Regions from separate parts of the Mus musculus genome. Here region 1 is linked to region 2. Evidence: chromatin contacts called from public Hi-C data. All regions are on one chromosome and are shown on one strand. The core of a region is the stretch at or near the end of the contact, and the rest is flanking DNA. Distances in the headings are between cores, read along the strand shown. Region 1 holds the start of Sh2d1a (SH2 domain containing 1A). Region 2 has its middle 33 kb from the start of B230118I11Rik.

The links. Hi-C and Micro-C count contacts between places; a contact is called where the count stands out from the background.
Region 1: a contact with region 2 is called in a Hi-C map of Th2 cells, with 2.3 times the contacts expected there. The contact joins the promoter of Sh2d1a here to the enhancer-like site in region 2. A contact is called at or near these places in 6 of 39 promoter capture datasets (cranial neural crest, embryonic stem cells, hematopoietic stem and progenitor cells and 2 more), 2 of 15 datasets of contacts at CTCF or cohesin (CD8 T cells and stem cell-derived epiblast-like cells), 27 of 484 Hi-C or Micro-C datasets (CD4 T cells, CD8 T cells, the HL-1 cell line and 12 more), 14 of 115 datasets of contacts at active chromatin or transcription factors (CD4 single positive thymocytes, CD8 T cells, DN3 thymocytes and 10 more) and 5 of 9 other capture datasets (adipose tissue, embryonic stem cells, liver and 2 more).

Annotation. Positions count from the first base shown.
Region 1 is chrX:42,499,985-42,505,713 of GRCm38.p6, forward strand. Sh2d1a (SH2 domain containing 1A) reads left to right here and starts at 2,581. Exons shown (of 4, transcript NM_011364.4): 1 at 2,581-2,875. The coding sequence starts at 2,739.
Region 2 is chrX:42,341,758-42,347,449 of GRCm38.p6, forward strand. No RefSeq gene overlaps it. Among named protein-coding and RNA genes, the nearest start is that of B230118I11Rik, 33 kb to the right of the region's middle. Within about 2 kb of position 1,899, at least 78 of the 459 cell types and tissues checked have an H3K27ac peak or open chromatin away from gene starts, as enhancers often do. A contact at or near this core is called in CD4 single positive thymocytes, CD8 T cells, DN3 thymocytes and 14 more, where this site is marked.

The sequences.
Region 1 (5,729 bases), core at 1,331-3,830, 160 kb after region 2:
TCCTCAAAAAATGAGCTACCCCTGTGTTTTTCTCCAAAGAAGCTTGCTTGCTTGCTTGCTTGCTTGCTTCATTCATTCATTCATTCATTTATTCATTCACTTATAGCACAGAATGTTGAAGCTGAAAATGACTACTCAGGGTTCACCTGGCTCAATTCCATTTGACAGATGGAGAAAATAAGGCTCAGAGAGAGGAAACCATTTAGTGATAAAAGGTGGAGTACAATTTGGACCTCAAAATACCTTCCAATTCTCATCGCTGTTTCTAAGGGGAGCCAAAGGAATGGAAAAGCACTCTCTCTCTCTCTCTCTCTCTCTCTCTCTTTCTCTCTCTCTCTCTCTGTGTGTGTGTGTGTGTGTCAGAGAGAGAGAGAGACAGAGATAGACAGAGACAGTCAGAGACCGACAGAGAGACAGACAGATAGACATTGAGAGTCAGAGAAAGAGACAGACAGACAAGGGGGAGAGATAATTTCATATTGTTTTCTTGACAATTTTAATTTCAGACATTTATTCATTCACTAAACCCATCCACTCTGTGCCAGTCTCTGAGGATACAGTGGCAAACAACATATATAAGACCCTGTTGATATGCACCTTAAGGTCAAGTGATAGAGACAGGCAACATACAAGTAGATTCTTCCTCTCATAAATGGGGCCCATTCCTTAGCTCTTTGTCTGTTGGTGTCACTGTTATCTCCCCTTCTCTGTTATGTGATCTTTGTCTTCCTGTACTGTGGGTACAGGGACAGGGAAGGAAGAAAGCTATTTCAGTTCCTCTATTCTCTACACTTCAAGCTCTGTGTGAAGTTTGAATTTGCCAAAGTCAAGCTTAGTGCCTGCATAGCAGCAGAGCAAGGGTGTCAGTATTTTTCATCAACACTGCACTGGTGGGCTGGCTCACCTGTCAGTTTGCTTGTGAGATGACAATAAGGTAGTGGATGTGAGAGTTGTACTATTACCGTATAATTTAACTGTTCTCTTGTGATGTGATTTTCGTTGTGCTGAAGCCCACTGTACCTGGCTGCTTTGACAAGCGTGCTATTTTAGCAATGCAGAATGAAACAGAAAGAAAAGAATGCATGGGATGCTTGCTCCGTCAGATCCAGGTTTCTCTGTGCCTGTGTTTGTAGATGATTTGTTCAGGGTTGTTCAGAGACAAAAAAAATGAGGTTAGGTTTTGTTTTTAACCTATGGAACACTGAATGTTCTAGCAGTTACACTCTAGGTGGGCTACTGTCCGTATGCCTTAATAAAAGAAGATTACCCCTTTCTTTCTTTTCATATTTAAAATGCCATCATTATAACTGATTTCTAAATAGAGTCCTGGTTAGGCTAAACTCTGATGTTTTTAACATTGATGTAGGTAGGCATTTATGTATGAGAATAGAAGTTACAACACATTTATCAACACCTGTGCGATGATGTAAAATGGATTTTATATCCACAATGATTCTGGCCTAGCCCCATATGCCAAAGGGTATATAGAAGTTCACACAGGACACCAATGGACAGACCAAACTGGACAGAAAAAGCCCACAAACCAGCAGCTCTACAGGAAGAACTACAGACAGCTGAGTAAAATCGGAAGTAGAAGAAGTGGTCACCCGTGGGAAGAGCACACTAATTGGTCGTCTACTACCAAATGGCTATCCCTGAAAACATACATACAAATAGCACCATACAGGCACAACTGGATGTGTTTAGGAATTACACGTATATACATATATGCATGCAATAATACAATAATACAATAGCAATGTTGTTGAAGAGCAGGGAGGGATTCATGGGAGGGTTTCAAGGGTGAAAAGGGAAGGGAGAAATGCTGTGATTATATTGTGATTTTAATAATAATAAAAACAAAGAAGTACCAACAAAAGAATTTAGTCTTCTTAAGCTCCTTAGCTAGATCCATCTACACTTTTTTTTTTTTAATATGATGACAATTTTTTTCATAGTTTTGGATTTTGGACAAAACATTAAGGTAAAAATACTTGTTTTGGCCTAAGTGTATTCAAGGATTTGGCATATGGCTTCGGGATAGAAGACCTCATCTGCGAGGCCCCGAATTCCATCATCAGCATTGAAGAAAAGAAAGCTGTTTCAGGACCATCTAGTCCCAAAGTCTGTAGTTCAGTAGCCCTTGGTGATGCTGTGGAAGCCTTGCAGCCATGTTCTGCTGTGGTTTTGTAGCTTGACTGCTTTTATGCTTTTATTTTGTCAGTCTGCTTCTGCCCCTCATGATGAACACGTCCCATTCACTTCTATCACCAATTCTTTTGTTCACTCGTTAAGACAAGTCATTGTCAATGGCTTCGAAGTTTGCAGGAACTACACAAGAACAAAGGCACTAGCAAGTTTCTCATCTTTGTGCAAGCTCTGTTTGCGTTGCTGGCACAGCTCAAATACTGCAAGTGTTCACCTTTTCAGCGTGCCCCCTCCCCCACCACAAACCTTTGTTGGAGAATAGATGATCAAACCCATGACAAGTTTGAAGCTGTTAAACTGCTGAGCTGGCCTGAATTGAAGTGTGAGAAGAGGTTTTAAGGCAGGTAGACAACATCCTGTTGTTAGGGTGTTTCTCTCTCTCTCTCTCTCTCTCTCTCTCTCTCTCTCTCTCTCTCTCTCTCTCTCTCTCTCTCTCAATACTGCCCAGTAAGCCACTGCAGCGGCAACAGCAGCAGCAAAGTTTCCTTTTTACCATCCTTCTTCTGGGCCCATCAAAGAGTTTGCTAGGCATGGATGCAGTGACTGTGTACCACGGCAAAATCAGCAGGGAGACCGGGGAGAAGCTCTTACTCGCTACCGGGCTGGATGGAAGCTATCTGCTGCGAGACAGCGAGAGTGTCCCTGGCGTGTACTGCCTGTGTGTTTTGTGAGTATATCTCGTGGTAGTGGCAGGTTGTTAGCATGGGTAGCCTGCCCTTTCAGGGGAGGGCTGGGAGGAGTGGCAGGGGATGACAGCTTTTGGCAGAGGTACCTAGGGAATACAGGCAGCAGGAACTGAGTACTCTTCCAGCTCTGACGTATGGTCCCAGGGCTCAGCCCAGGGATGTGGTGGGCAGTACTTGTACGTACGTCCCTCACTGCGGATTTTATCAACTGCATTTCACCAGTGCGTTTGTGGCAGCTTCACTGAATACCCTTCAGAATGGGAAAACATGGCCTAGAACTTACCTTTACTTTGAGAAAGACCCATACTCTGGACTTCGGCTCTGATTCCAAGTAGACACCATGATGGTGGAGCCCCGGGAAGTTGGACTATTTGTATTCTGGGCCATGAAGTAAGGCAAAGGAAGGTCTTTCTCTATCATTCTCTACAAATGTGACTGAAAATGGTACCCTAAAAGAAAAGCATCTAGCAAATGCTTGAAGAAGTGGTTAGCCAGGAAATGGAATCCATTGCTTTCAGAATGCAGCCCAGGGAAGGCAGAGGTAGACAGATGTGTGTGAGTTTCAGGTGACTAGCCTGGTTTTACATGGGCCGGTTCCATGCCAGCTAGGGCTACATAGTATAAGATCCTATTAAAAAACAGTAGCCAACAACACTAAAGCAGTACAGTGCTGAAGAGGATGTGTATGCAAGAGTAGGGGCACCTTTCTGGTGCTGCTGAATTGCCTTGTTTTATAAGAGGCATAATGAGTTTTAAAACGTGCTGTGTCCCGTAAATGATAGGAGTGAGAATAGTTTTAAAGAACAGAGAGAGGGAGAAAACATCATTGTAATTATCCCACTTTGAGCTTTGCCTAGACTGGTCTCAGCCTCTTACTCCATTTTGAACCAGGTGCAGCTGCATCTTGGCTCTGTACAACCTCCCTGAGCAAATCCTACTGTAGTCAGACTCAAAAGGTTGTTATCTCACAACACCAATCTCTTAGCCATTGATTTTAAATGGGATTCATATTCTAAGGGTCAATGAAGATTAAATACCTCCATGTACAAAAAAAAAAAAGACAAATGAACACTGGGCTTGACGCTCAGCAAATGGAAGTCTGGTTTATTATTAGTCTCTTTTTGGACAAATTATTCCGGTACTCCTTGAGGCAGTCTACAGAAGGACCCAGTTCAAGCACTACTGTAAGCAGGATATATATATATATATATATACATATATATATATATATATACACACACATATACACACACATAATACACACATACATACACACACACATATATATATATATACACACACACACACACACACATATATACTGTATGCTTATACATATATCCCAGTAAAACCTCACTCTAATACAGTAGAGTCTACATGAAAGCAAAACAAAAATGCTTGGTAGTGAGTTCTGTACATGATGATACACTGCAAAAATTTGACGTACTCTCTGGGCCAGAAAATAAAGATTAAATTGAGGCTGGTGTGAGAGGATTGTCATTGTATATTGATTTTTTTAAAAAAATGTCCAAGCCTTATTTTTGTCAGTTTTTAAGATCATGCTAAATACATTTATCATAAAGGCTTCAAGGTAAATATATGGAAAAATCATTTTTCAGTGTTGGGGACAGGATCCAGAATTTTATATGTGCCTGAAAAATGCTTTTTTATTAAGCTAGATGCCCAACCCTGGGCTTGGACCTTTATGTTCCCAAGTGGAACCCTAAGAAGGGCTAGGGAAGCCAATGACAATCCTTAGTTATTTTTAACTTGTCAAAAGATGAAGGATGGTGAGTGAGACGGGCTGCTTTGGGCACACTGATAATAGAAGGAGCATGCTCCTTAACCAGAAGGTTCACATGAAGCCTATATAGGGGAGAGAGGGCTGGAGACAGTACAGCTCACACTTGAATTTTTCTTCCCACCTGGTCACCCCGGAAGGTAACTAAGCCTGCTCCCTACTCAGGATTGTCCAGTTTCTGTTCAACATTGCATCTCTTGATCATTCCCACAAATGTAAGTGCCCTCTCTGGGTTGCTATCCCATTTCTTCTATTCAAGGAACTTTAAACATGCTAATATAAGTTTGTTTACTTATATATGGGCTCTACCACGAAACTACCTTCACAAAGGAGCAAACATTGCCTCTACCAGGACTATATCCTGGTACATAATAGGCACTCAGCAAACAGTTTGGAATTCGACTAACTGTTCAGGCATATGCTCTTCACTATGAAGGGCATCTGGCTGCCAAGAAGCCAGGGTGGGGGCTCTAGGAAGTCATTCAAATTCTCTGGGGCTTCACCTTACATCCGTGTAAAATAGAAACCTGTTGTTTCCTCTGTTATAAAAGATGGCTGTAAGTGAAATCTTGAAGAGAAGGAACCTTAGTATTTTGGTATGTAGGCCGGAACCATGTAAGGAAATTCTCAGCCTTCTGGTTTTCACTCACCGGGGATGCTGTATAAATGTAAGATGCTTGTTTGTTTGTTTTTTGTTGTTGTTACTGTTGACTAACTTCTCTTTGAAAACCTCTCCCTATGAAAATAGAGAAGTGGAGAATTCTCCTCCAGTCTTTAAAATGATGGTCTGTTGTTTTCAAGGTTATGGCCAGACAACTGTGGAAGGAATGCTTTTCTTGCCTTTGATAAGTGCTTCAGGGTTTTGTTTTGTTTGTTTTGTTTTGTTTTGTTTTGTTTTGTTTTGTTTTGAGCTGAGTGCCCCTTTTGCTACACACAAACATTTTATTCTCTCTTATTGGCACTACATGGTACGTGCAACATGTTATTTGGATCCTAATCTACATTCCTTACTCAAAATACTGATTTGTAGGATT
Region 2 (5,692 bases), core at 649-3,148:
TGCCAATATCTCATTAACCAATGAAGTTAAGGTAGACACCCAGACCTGCTGCTTCTTAAACTATTGCTGCTTTTTGATGGAAGACATAAGGTTTCTGTTAATTCTTCTTTCTTTCCTTCCTTTCTTGTTCTTTGACAATTCCATACATGCATATAATGCACGTTGGTCGTTTTCATACACTCACATTCCACCCTCTCATCTCTTTCCTGCTGGAATCCTTCTTCTCCACAACAGGCCACCCTCCTACTTTAATGTCTCTTTTTGTGGCACACTGAGTTTAATTAGTGTTGCTTGCTTGGGCATGGCTGAGGAATTCTATATCACAGCAGCAGCCACTTACCAGAGGCTTTGCTACAGAAGAAAATGATCCCCCTCCCTCAGCAACCATTAACTGCCAACGATCCTTAAGGGAGGTGTAGAACATGAGGTTTCTGACTTCCAAAAACTGCTGGGCAAATGATGGACACATTTCCGTCTCATTTTTTCTGTGGTTTTTTTTTTTTTCCTCATCAGTTTCATTAGTGACATTGAAACATGACTTCTGGTGCCTGGAAGGTCAATGTTTCCCTCTAAACCCTTGAAAGTCAAGCATTCTGTGAATCACTGGAAATTTCTCGGGGGCACTGATAGCAGAACTGTTTCTTTGAAACTGTGATGAATCTTCTTTGATGCCAAGCATGGAGAAAAAGCAGCCCTGGGAACATTTCAGAGGCAGCACGGGATCTTACTTAACCAGCCAATCAGTAAGGATAGACTAGGCACCTACAGTGAGCACTATGCTGTGCTGGAAGTTACCAGGGATACACAGGGTTGGCCTTGACGCAGGCCGGCTTATGATCAAACTGCAGCCCAAACGACAGCGTATCAACCCAGCTTGCCCTCTCTGTAAAGGCAGGGTCTTTGTTTATTCCAATTCTTGTGGACTTCGGTGCACCTGGTATCCTGCTGCCTACACATTAGCTGTCTATGGTTCAATTAAAGCTCCTTTGTTGTATTATTTCTTTCCTCCTACGAAGAAATAAGGAGAAAGGTCTGAGTTGATGCAAACATTCCCTCTCTAGGTAAAAGGATTGCATTTATTTGTCTGGGAACTCACTACTTTCTATAAAATTCTTTTTATCCTGGCAAAGGTTAAATTTTGCTCTTTTGTAACTATCTCCTGCAAATGAGAAGGCTAACAATAAAACCCCTACTGTTTGTATAGACTTTGTAGTTTACCATGATCTTGTTTAATCTCCTATCTTGTCTTTTTCCCCCCTCGGTTTTTTGTACACAAATGTTATTGATTCCTTCCAGAAGCAGCCATGTGCGGCAGGATAAACAGCATGAAACTGGAGTTTCAACACCCATGTCTTCAGCTAACTATGTGACTGCTCTTAGCAAGCTGCTCCCCCACCCCCACCCCCTGGCCTGAATTTACCCACAGACAGAGGCAAGGGCTTGAATTCCACGGAATCTCCGTGTCACCTCTAGTTTTTACTTGGAATGGAGTGTTATTGTGTGGTTTGTGCTGTGGGCGTGATGGTTCCAAACCAAAGGGCACCAGCAGGATGCAGTCTGATGATCAGGGACAGAGGACTTGGAGTGATGTAGCAGCTGTGCACATTGATGGGTTCCTAACTCCCAGCCCTTAGATTTTCCCAGGCTGTTTAAGTTCATGATCCCAGGGTACTTGCATGTCCACCCCCTACCACACACCATCTCATTCAGGTCTCCCCCCTCCCCCACAGGGTCGGCTATAAAGCGGGTGGAAGATTTTCAGTGCTTCTCAGATCTTTCTTCTGGCCCTCTTGACATCTAAGGACTGAAAAGAACTCGGGGTGCCTTCCTAGGCAGGCTTCCGGAGGCCACATCCTTCTGTCTTCCGGGGATTGGGGGCAGGAGGGCGGCTGAACGCTGGCAGTCATTGTTTGGGTATTGACTCAAAGGAGTCGGAGCTACAAGGCACAGGAAAAAGGATGAGCTCATGACAGCTAAATGAAAAGATTCTTATCTTGGAAACCGCGGTTTCTTATGCAAAACAGGGGGTGGCAATGTGCCCCACAGAGTACATTCAACAACTGGGATTTCAAACTAGAAGCTATTTTGCATACCTACGGGAGCAGTAATGGGCCAGATTGTTCATTAATTAAAAAGAGGGGAGGAAGGCATTGAAAAACCCGCGCTCACACTTGCTGCAGAACTGAAATCATTCTTTTTCTCTTCTCCCAGTCCCAGTTGATCAGCTGAGAGACAAATGCTTTTTCCACTTTAGCCACCTCTGGAGAAAAGAAGGCCGAGGCCGAGGGAAGGGTTGGGTAGGGAGAAACTAGAAGTCACAGATAAATAGAACAGACTTGATCTCTCAGCCATTTCTATTTGGTGTTGAAATGTATTACACGGAAGTCATGGAGTTTTGTTGCTTTCTTTTTCCACCCAGGAGATTTACCTTCCAGTTCTGTTTGATTCTGTATGAAAGAACTCTGGAAAAAAAAAATTCTTCACAGGAGAGAAAGGGAGAAATGAAAAGAGGGGGATCAGGAATATGTCCTTTGACTGTGGGTCTCTATTTCCCTAACTTTGACATGTATTCCCCCTGGCGGGGGTTGGGGTGCAGGTGGGGTGGGGTGAAGAAGTAGAATTATGTCTGTCCTGGAAATTCCAGAATGTAGGTCAACCACTAAATGGGTGATGCCATAAGTGGGGTATAAAGTTGAATGTGGTTGCATATGGGAGGCACCAATACCACCCACACATCTTTCCTACCAGCCAGGCTGCTTGGTCCTTCCACTCTCCCATCTTTTGATTTAGGAATCAGTATGGTTATCACTTGTCAAGTACTTCCCTCCACTTTGCCTCCTACCTTCTCTCCTCTCATGGCATGCCATTATTTTTTACATGTTTGAGCTTCTAAGAGATGGGTGGATAATTTTGCTCTTGTTTAGAAATAAGGGAACTGGCCAGTTTGAGACCTATTGTTTTAGAGTAACAGAAGTAGAGGAAACTAGTAAAAAAAAAAGGCACAGGAAGATGATGACTCTATAGATACCACTGCCTGCAACTCTGGAGAAAATAAGAGGCATGTGGCTACACAAAGAAGAAGGTGCCTTGGGATGCCATTAGACTGCAAAAACAAGTCAACAGTCATGGGAAAGGCAGAAATATTGGTCTTTGGAAGTGTAAGAGAAAGAATAAACCCCTGTAGTGCGGCAGAGAAATGAGAAGATGCCCCAGAGTGGTGTTAGAGGCAAAAGAAGTAAGGAGTCTGTGTAAGCCTCCACGAATGCAGACTTTTCTACTTTGCAAAACTATAGCAGAGCCATAGTAACAAAAATATCATGGCATTATACATAGACAAACATGTAGACCAATAGAATAGAATAGAGGCACTAGAAATAAATCTATGCAGCTATAACCATTCAGTTCTTGACAATAGTGCCCAAACCATATGTGGTGATTTGGATGAGAATGGCCTTCACAGGCTCACATTGAAGGGGTCTTGCAGACCTGAACATGGCAAACATGGCTCTGGCAGACCTTACCTTTCCCCCATTCCCTCTGCCTAGCTGAACTGTTAGATTAAATTCTTAAAGCTAGACACATCAGTCTATTCCCTTATTTTGCCATTTCCTTTCCCTGAGGCTGGCCACTAAGATCCAGCTACCAAAAGACCCCATTTGGCAACCCTACTTAACATGCCCAATCAAAACAAACTAACTCATTCTAACACAGAGTTTCCCTTTATAAACTGCCATTTGCCTATGGGCCATGTTGTTGTCTTCTCTCTGTCCAGAGGCAGTCTTTTGACCCTCCCTCCTAGGGTAAATATTCCTTCCCCCTTCCCTTGTTTTTGTTGCCTTTTCCCTCTCTTCTTCTTCTTCTTCTTCTTCTTCTTCTTCTTCTTCTTCTTCTTCTTCTTCTTCTTCTTCTTCTTCTTCTTCTTCTTCTTCTTCCTCCTCCTCCTCCTCCTTCTTCTTCTTCTCTCTCTCTCTCTCTCTCTCTCTCTCTCTCTCTCTCTCTCTCTCTCTCTCTTTCCCAGCCCCTTTTCCCTCTGGGGCAAATAAATCTCCTTTATGCTGATAATTTGGTCTGGGGGGAACTTGTGCTGATTCCAGTCCTTTCAAATATATTTGAATGCTTGGTCTCTAGTTTGTGGAACTGCTTAATAAAGATTAGGAGGTGTGGCCTTCTTGGAAGAGGTATGTGACTGGGGGCTGGTTTTGATTTCAAAGGACTCTCATCATTCCCTGTTAGCTTTCTCTTCCTCCTATCTGTGGATCAGGATTAAGCTCTTAGCTACTGCTCCAGTACCTTCCTGTCTGCCTGCAGCTGTGATCCCCACCAGTAAGGCCATAAATGCGAACTATTTAAATGTAAGCTTCCAGTAGACTATTTCTTCTATAAAGTTGCCTTGATCATGGTACCTTGTCACAGCAATAGAAAAGTAATTAAGACACTGTATGTGAAAAAAAAAGACAGCTTTTAAAAAATGTTTGCTGAGAATACTGGAAGAGTAAAATTAGATATTTATATCAACTTGCACAGGATAATCACCTCAAATTGGAGAAAGGACCTTCATGTAGAACTGAAAACATTGAAACTGCTGGGGGAAACATTTAGGTATAGGAAATGCTTTCCTTTTTTCTGGGTGTGCTGGAATTGATGTGTTTCTCATGATCTGATGCCACACGACCACCATCATCACAGATATCAAGAAGGGTATCCTCAAGCAGTCATCCGTTGAGTAGCACCTGTAAAAATATGACCAATAGAGCCTTAAGGGTGGGCAAACTCTGGGTTAGTGTGACTTTAACTGCCAAGGTCCAGCCTTGGCTTGGGAAGGGGTTCTGAGGAAGGAGTGTCTGGGAGCCTCGAAAAGAACAACTCAAAATCAAATCAAGTTTTACAAGCTGAGGGCCTATGTTCTGCTCGAGACAGCTTTCTTTTGAAATTCTTAGGAGCCACAGTCGGTGCTCTCAGCCACTTAGTCACAGCTCCAGCACCTCCCTTGAAATTCTAAAGCCTTTCTGGATAACTCAACTCTTGTAGACAAAAAGCCCAGTCTTTTATTTACATATTAATTCAGTTATTATCCCAGGTTCCCTTTTGATTATCCTGTGAGTCAGCATCCCATGACTACTTGATTCTTAGAAATAACAAGCACATTTTTTAATATTGTAAACGAATTTATAGATTTCTCTGCTTTTGTAAGCTCAGATAATGAGCTAGCTTGGTGGGATCCTATCCTGAGATTACCATTTCCATCACTTCTGGGCCGAACCTAGCTCTGTCCCAGGATGAACTTGAACTCAGGAATCTGCCAGCCTTTGTATCTGCCTGCTTTTGTAGTTTTCTGACAAGCTTCCTCACAGTACAGCTGCCTTTGTTCTTTCAGGTCTGCAAAGCTCCTTATACAATTCATATTGTATCCTTATATTTTGCATACTTGAGAAATTATATATTCTTGAACTCATGTTTTCAGAGTTCCTTTCCACAGCCTGAAGGGTTGTCCTGGAGATCTCAGCATTACAATTTTGTGGAGACATTAGTCATACCCTCCTGGACTCCTGCTATCTCTGATTATCATGGAGTCATTAATCTTGGCGGAGAAGACATTCCTCCAAGGAAGAACATGAAAATTTGTACATTATTATACAAACAAGCCTATGTCCACAACAAGCATCAACACTTGTGGAACCCCATGCTCTGCTGA